Linked DNA regions of Rattus norvegicus: region 1 is linked to region 2. A link is a contact called in public Hi-C data. All regions are on one chromosome and are shown on one strand. Each heading gives the region's core, a stretch centred on a gene start, on an enhancer-like site or on the middle of the called end of the contact. The rest is flanking DNA. Distances are from core to core; before and after follow the strand shown.

Region 1 (3,106 bases), core at 284-2,783, 100 kb after region 2:
AGCTGGCATTTACAGCTACCTTTCCCTACTCTCCCTCTGTCTTTCCTCCACCCTCAGCAAGCACCTCAGAGGGTCTTGGTTCTTCCTCTGGAGGGGTGACCCGTACCTTCACTTGTAAAGGGCCTGGGCCATTTATCATCCTAACTGGGTTGGATTGTTAACAGTTTCCGTTGATCTTAATAACAAGACACGTGATACCATGGGATGTCTAAAGGATTTCCTGAATTCCAAAGGTACTTTCCCTTACCCCTGTTGTGGAAAAGCAGCCTAGTTTCTCTTAGTGGTCTGGATCCATCACCCCTACTAACCTGTAACTTGTTTGTCAGCCTAAGCTGTAACTCTTAGTAGCCTAACTCAAGCATCAGGAGCTCACAGTGGTAAGGAGGAAGTCTTTTTTTTTTTTTTAAGTATTATTTACTTATTGGTGTATATTAGTGTCCTAGTAGCACGGCAGAAGAGGGCATCAGATCCCATTATAAATGGTCGTGAGCCATCATGTGGTAACTGGGAAGTGAATTCAAAATCTTTGGAAGGGCAGAGGGCACTCTTAACCACTGAGCCATCTCTCCAGCCCTAGGAGGAAGCCTTAACCTTCCAATTTAGTGGAATCTTTGCTTTGCCTCCTGGAAGAAGCACATTTTCTTTTGGAACCTAAGCTTCCAGGTTGTGAAAACGGGAAGCGACTTTATGCTAGTGAGTCACTAGGGGCGAGAGTGACTGAAACTATTCCCATCTCGGACTCCTGAGTCCTGGACCTGTGAATCCTATGGGAGAAACAGTACCACTTACTCCGATGCTGATTCAGATCATGTACTACTGCCTTCTGGAGAACCCTGCCCCAGCCCTGCAGGCTACTGCTGCCTAGTTGGCTCTGGAACTGTTTTTAAAAGACCGTTCCATTGCTTTATTGGGCCAGCTGCTTCAAGATGGTGGGGTACGTGGCAAGAGCAGTGAGTTCCATGAGCATGGGTCCACTGTTGCTCCTCTTTGGCTGTGAAGTGAGTTCTTGGGTCAGAAGCAATGCTGTGTGGAATAACATAGGAGTGGCCGAGGCATCCTGTAAGTCCATGGACGGTAGTTCGTATAGAAGCGTTACATGCAGGAAAGGAAAATCCGTAATCATAACAGACATCTATTCTAGTAAGGATAATGTGTTGCCTTTTCCGTAACAGAAGTAGTCCAAGGTAGGTTAGCCTGGTTTCTGGTCTACATAGAGAGTTCCAGGACAGAGACGAGAGAGAGAGAGAGAGAGAGAGAGAGAGAGAGAGAGAGAGAGAGAGAGAGAGCGAGAGAGCATTGAACCAGAGTTACTTCCTCCTATATTTCTGAGGGATGGCTGCTATGTAGGGTTGAGCGCTGGGGTCAAATTCCTCACCTGCTGCTGGACTGAAAGCGCAAACATGCCTTTCCCCTCCCCCGTGACTCAACCCTATCCTTTCTCCCCAAACCCCTCCTGCCTGCTATGTCACTCAAGGCTTAGCTGCCCAGCGGAGCCTCCTTTTTATAGACCAAGCTCACCCTAAAGTTATCCAGGAATGCACGGGCGTCCTAGGCACTCCCGCTACTCACGTTACCAGAAGGTCACAGTTATGCGAGGCCACAGTGCTTGCCCCAAACTCTAACCATGTAAGTCACTTTTAAGTGACGCAGAAACTTTGATCTTTGCCTTTTCTTCAGCTATAAAGAGCCCACACTCCAGAACCTGCACTTTCCGAGGCAATGAAATCGGAGGCATCCACATGACTCTTTGAAAAGCCGTATAACATGTCCCTTTTTGCAAAGGGTCAGCTGGTCGTTAAAAAAGAAAGTGAGAAAGAAAGCCTGCCACGCCCAACCGCCAGCTTGGTTTTACGTTTTTAAATTATCTTTTTCATGGGGGTAGGGGAAGGCTCTGCCACGGTGCATATGTGAAGTTCAAAGGACAACTTGCAGGAGGTCGTTCTCTGCTTCCACCATGTGGGGGTCCGGGCTCGTTAATAAAGCTGTTTCTCTGTCTCTCTGAACTCAGTGCGATCAGGGAGCGCTGTGTTTTCCACGCATGCGCTGGTCTTCTTCACCCGCCGCCGCCAGGGGGCGCCCCGCGTTCAAGGAGGTGGGAGTGGCTACTCTTTAAAGATCTTCCACCTCTGCCCCTTTGACCCTGAAGTCCAGCTCCTTGCACACCGCTCAATCACTTCCTGCCATTCCTTCCCACGAACCCATTTCTACACTACCCCTGATCATATCTATCGGGACCTTCCAATTTCACTGCTGGGGAAGGATGCACGCAGACGTGGATTAGACTATTGTTAAGTCATGGCCTCTCACCTGGATTTCAGGTTACAGCAATTCTGTCTGTAGAAGGCTCACTTTTCCGCTCTTTTTTTTTTTTTTTTAAAGATTTCTTTCTATCACTTTAAGGCATGTGTCCGTGTGCACTGTGTGTAAGGGGTGGGAAGCGATATGCCCATGTGCATGCCGACAGAGGGATGTCTTTTAAAGCTACAGTTACAAGTAGTTTTGAGCACCAGTGTGGATGCTGGGAACCAAACAGGAGCCAATGCAATCTTAAATGCAGAGCCGTCTCTCCGGTCCCCCCAACTTTCCCATTAACCGAGACAACCCAAACCTTTCCTACGCCACGAACTCTTTCATTTCCTCACGTCACAGAGAAAAGGTGGCACCCAGAAGAGACGCCCTCCTCACTCTGTCACCGGAGCTCTTCTGTGCCAGGCCACTTCAGTATTCTTCTGCCCTGTCGCTAAGTTGCAGGTACCGGGGATGCAGAAGCCTCTGTGGGTTGTGCTAAAAAGCCAAATGGTCTGTGGAAGAAGATCCCACCCAGTGGCGCAGTTTGTAATCCCAGGCTTCCGGAGGCTGAGACTAGATTCTGAGTTCCAGGCCAGCACAGGCTAAATAGTCAGAACCTATTTAAAAATAAATAAACAAACAAACAAACAAACAAACAAATAACCAAACAAAAAGTATTCCACAGACTAATGAGTACAGCAAATGAAGCGCTATCCTGGGAGAATATGGCTTCATCTGCTGCGGCCATTTCTTGTGTGTTTAACTTCTTAAGGAGAGTAGAAGCACAACTAATAAAATACAGACAAGATATTTCCAT
Region 2 (3,353 bases), core at 151-2,650:
GTGTGTGTGTGTGTGTGTGTGTGTGTGTGTGTGTGTAAGGCAGAAGACAAGCTGCAAGAGTCAGTTCTTTCCTTCCATTATGTAGGTTCTGGGGATCAAACTTGGGCTGTCTGGCAGGTCTGTCAGCAGCAAGCCCCCCGTTACTCACTGAGCCATCTTACCAGACCAGCTCTATTTCTTTTTTCAACATTAGTGATTATAAGTAATAATTACCAATCTTTGCTGACTACTTAAGAAACAGTATTAACTCTAACATTTTAAAATTAAGCAGATGACGATGAAACAATGTATACTATACACTCACTACATAAACACAAAATACTCAAACCGCTTCGGAAGGGACCCCTCCCCTTGTATTTATGTAAAATAAAAGGACTCAATTCTTAATCTACTCCCTGCGGAAACTATATTTAAAACACAAGAGGAACACACATTATAGCATGTTGAATACCTCAGTCACCATACATTGTTTCCCACAACTAAGGAAACCAAATAATACTTAATTCCCATTCTCTTTCCTGTCTTAAACAATATAAGGCGCAGAAATGTTTTTAAAGGGAAAAGCAAATATAGATGTGGTAGACAATATCCCACTACATTTTTCTTCCTTTCATGTTTTCTTGGCGGGGGTCTGGAGGGGGGGAGTAAGAATGGAAGACCAAAGTTCTGAGCACCTAAACATGGCCTATTTTTACAAGTACTTTTCGGTAAGGCGGACCTGGGTCCTTTGACAATGCAGCACCCAGTGTCACCCATACTACGGTGGAAGAACGTGCTTGCCACGCTCCAACTCTTAGCAAAGTCAATTTGGCATCTCAAATCCAAAGTGGCCTGCACACACTGGGGTAAAGCAAACGTCTACGGGATGGACACTGACGCCGGAATTTCCGAGCGATTCAAGAAAGATCACCCGTCAGTTGCCCCTAGCCGGCTTCCGAGATGCTGCTGCGCTCCGCCGCACCCCAGGCTCCGGGTCTGGCCAGGCCGGGAGGGTGCGCCGTACGGCCAGCCGTTCCCGTTACCCTAGGAGCCTCGGGCCAGTCGCCACACGCCCCTCGCCGCCACCCCTTCGGTCCCGGGTAGCCGGGGTGCCCGCGCCCCGCTCACCGGCCCGGGTGGTGTCCGTCAGGTCGTGGTTGGCCGCTCCCCGGGGAAACTCCCTCAGTTTCCGGCCGCTCAAGCTCAGCACCCCAGTGACCGCCGCCTCTTCCAGGGCTCGGTCGACCGAGCGGCTCCAAGAACCCGGGCCCAACCCAGGGCTCGGTCCACAGTTAGCACCGGAGAGGTTTCCCCCGGACCCCACTGGGCCAGAGTACTCCGCAGCCGCTACCACAGCCACCAAGCCCGCGGCCGCCATTTCCCAGCCGACAACTCTCCGGCCCGGCTCTGCGCATGCGCCACCCGATCCGCTGGGTGGGCGGGGAAAGGGGCTCGCGGACCCCGGACAGCTCTCCGGGACGCGCTGGGCGCAGCTAGGCGCCTGCCTGCCTCGCCCACAAGCAGGTTTTCCAGGGAAACCAAGCTGAAGTCGCAGAGCGGCAACAGCAGGCTCTGTGCTCCCTAAAAGGCCACTACAAAAACCATCCTTAACAGCGCTCCAACCCTCAGTGGTGGATTACTTTACACAGCATTCTTAGCACCGTTGCTGCCAGAAACTTGGGTACTTAAAGGGGACTCCCTGGGAAAAGCCCGAAATTGTCTCTCAACTTGTCACCATAACTGTCAGATAATCCGAACTGAAATTTGTAGGCATACTATTAGTTCTTGAAGGTTTAAAATACTGTTTGCGCAGATTCGGCTACCAAGTCCCTAATTCTTGTTGAAATTGTTATATATCTTAGATTCCTTTTATGAAAGAGCTCTTCATGAAACCTAACGTCTAAATACTATAGCTGTTTGCGCTGATTTTATCACTGACTGTTGCGGAACGAAGAGTATTTAAGTCTAACGTTGAAATCTTTCTATAATATAAACGTAGGGATTAAATTTAGAACCGAAAGACCAAAACCGGAAACCGTTCAAGTAACGAAAAATACCACTCACATTAACTTTAAATAAGACCTCCCTAGTCCTGCAGTCTTATTTTCCCAAATCTGTTTTAAATTCCAGCCATCCCTAATATGCGGTGCAAATGTCACCATCAATTTTAAGCTTGCTGTACAGAATTCGAGGGCCTGTCAGATGAAGTCTCTGTCCTAAAGAATTAGCTAATCTTATTTTGGAACCCAAGGAGGCCAGTTACAATAAGACAACAATAAAAGGGCTGAACGGGAGGAGAGGATTATCTACTAGAGTTCACAGCAAAGCAGTCCCTCTCAAGAATGAGTGAGGTTTTGAATCAAACCTGAAGAGTTATGAAAGGACAGGATGGCAAGAAGGCAAAATTCCAAATGGAAGATGAGTATACCCATATCCAAGTATGATTTTTGATGCATGTGAGAGCATTAAGACACAAATGAGGGATTGGGGATTTAGCTCAGTGGTAGAGCGCTTGCCTAGCAAGCACAAGGCCCTGGGTTAGATCCCCAGCTCCGGAAATAAAGAAAAAAAGAAAAAAAAAAAAGACACAAATATCATTCAAGGGCCAACTCCAGGGAAGCCCCAACCAACATTTTCCTGAGCTTCCAAGTTCAAGAAATTGTAAAAATGTTTCAGTAATGAATTTGGTTAGTAACAGTTGCTCGGAGACCTGCTCTGTCAGCCCTTTTGTAGCCCAGACTGGCCTTGGCCTTCCAACCCCTGGAAATACAAAGCTAGCATACAATAGCTGATACCATGTCTGGCTCTCACTATGTGACATTCTAGTTTCTTTTGCAACAAGTTCCACAATAAATTATTAGTGTCTATTCATGGGCCGCTTCACCGTAAGTAATGGGTAGTTTTTGTCAGGTAATGTTGATCTAATATATGTATATTTTCTGATCTGAAAATTGATAATTCTTTGAAAGATACTGAGCTAGCCAGGCACACATTGCAATCCTAGCACTCGAGAGGATCCAGGCCAGCCTAGATACAAAGGGATACCTATCTAGAAAAAAAAAAACCTAAGTTTGGCTGGCAAGATGGTTCATGGAGGAAAAAAGCTTGCCACACAAACTCAACAACTGAAGTTTAATCCATAGAGCCTGTGGTAAATGTGGAGAACTGACCTTTAACCTGTGCCCACTCCATCATATACAAACACACAGCATATAATCCTGCAGAATTGCCAGATGTACCCCTCCAAATGCACTATGGTCCTCTTACTACTTTATATTTGCATGAATTCTGACAAGTTCTTAGCAATATGGCCTCTTTTTCCTATTGGCATACACTGCAATCTCAGCATGATAATCTGAATCCTGAACTGGCTC

The links. Hi-C and Micro-C count contacts between places; a contact is called where the count stands out from the background.
Region 1: a contact with region 2 is called in a Hi-C map of liver, with 2.0 times the contacts expected there. The contact joins the enhancer-like site here to the promoter of Lrch3 in region 2. A contact is called at or near these places in 4 of 12 Hi-C or Micro-C datasets (the A7r5 cell line, the Rat2 cell line, kidney and 1 more).

The regions. Positions count from the first base shown.
Region 1 is chr11:81,475,843-81,478,948 of GRCr8, forward strand. No RefSeq gene overlaps it. Among named protein-coding and RNA genes, the nearest start is that of Muc20, 15 kb to the right of the region's middle. Within about 2 kb of position 1,534, at least 13 of the 93 cell types and tissues checked have an H3K27ac peak or open chromatin away from gene starts, as enhancers often do. A contact at or near this core is called in the A7r5 cell line and liver, where this site is marked.
Region 2 is chr11:81,375,937-81,379,289 of GRCr8, forward strand. Lrch3 (leucine rich repeats and calponin homology domain containing 3) reads right to left here and starts at 1,401. Exons shown (of 21, transcript NM_001371837.2): 1 at 1,108-1,401. The coding sequence starts at 1,357.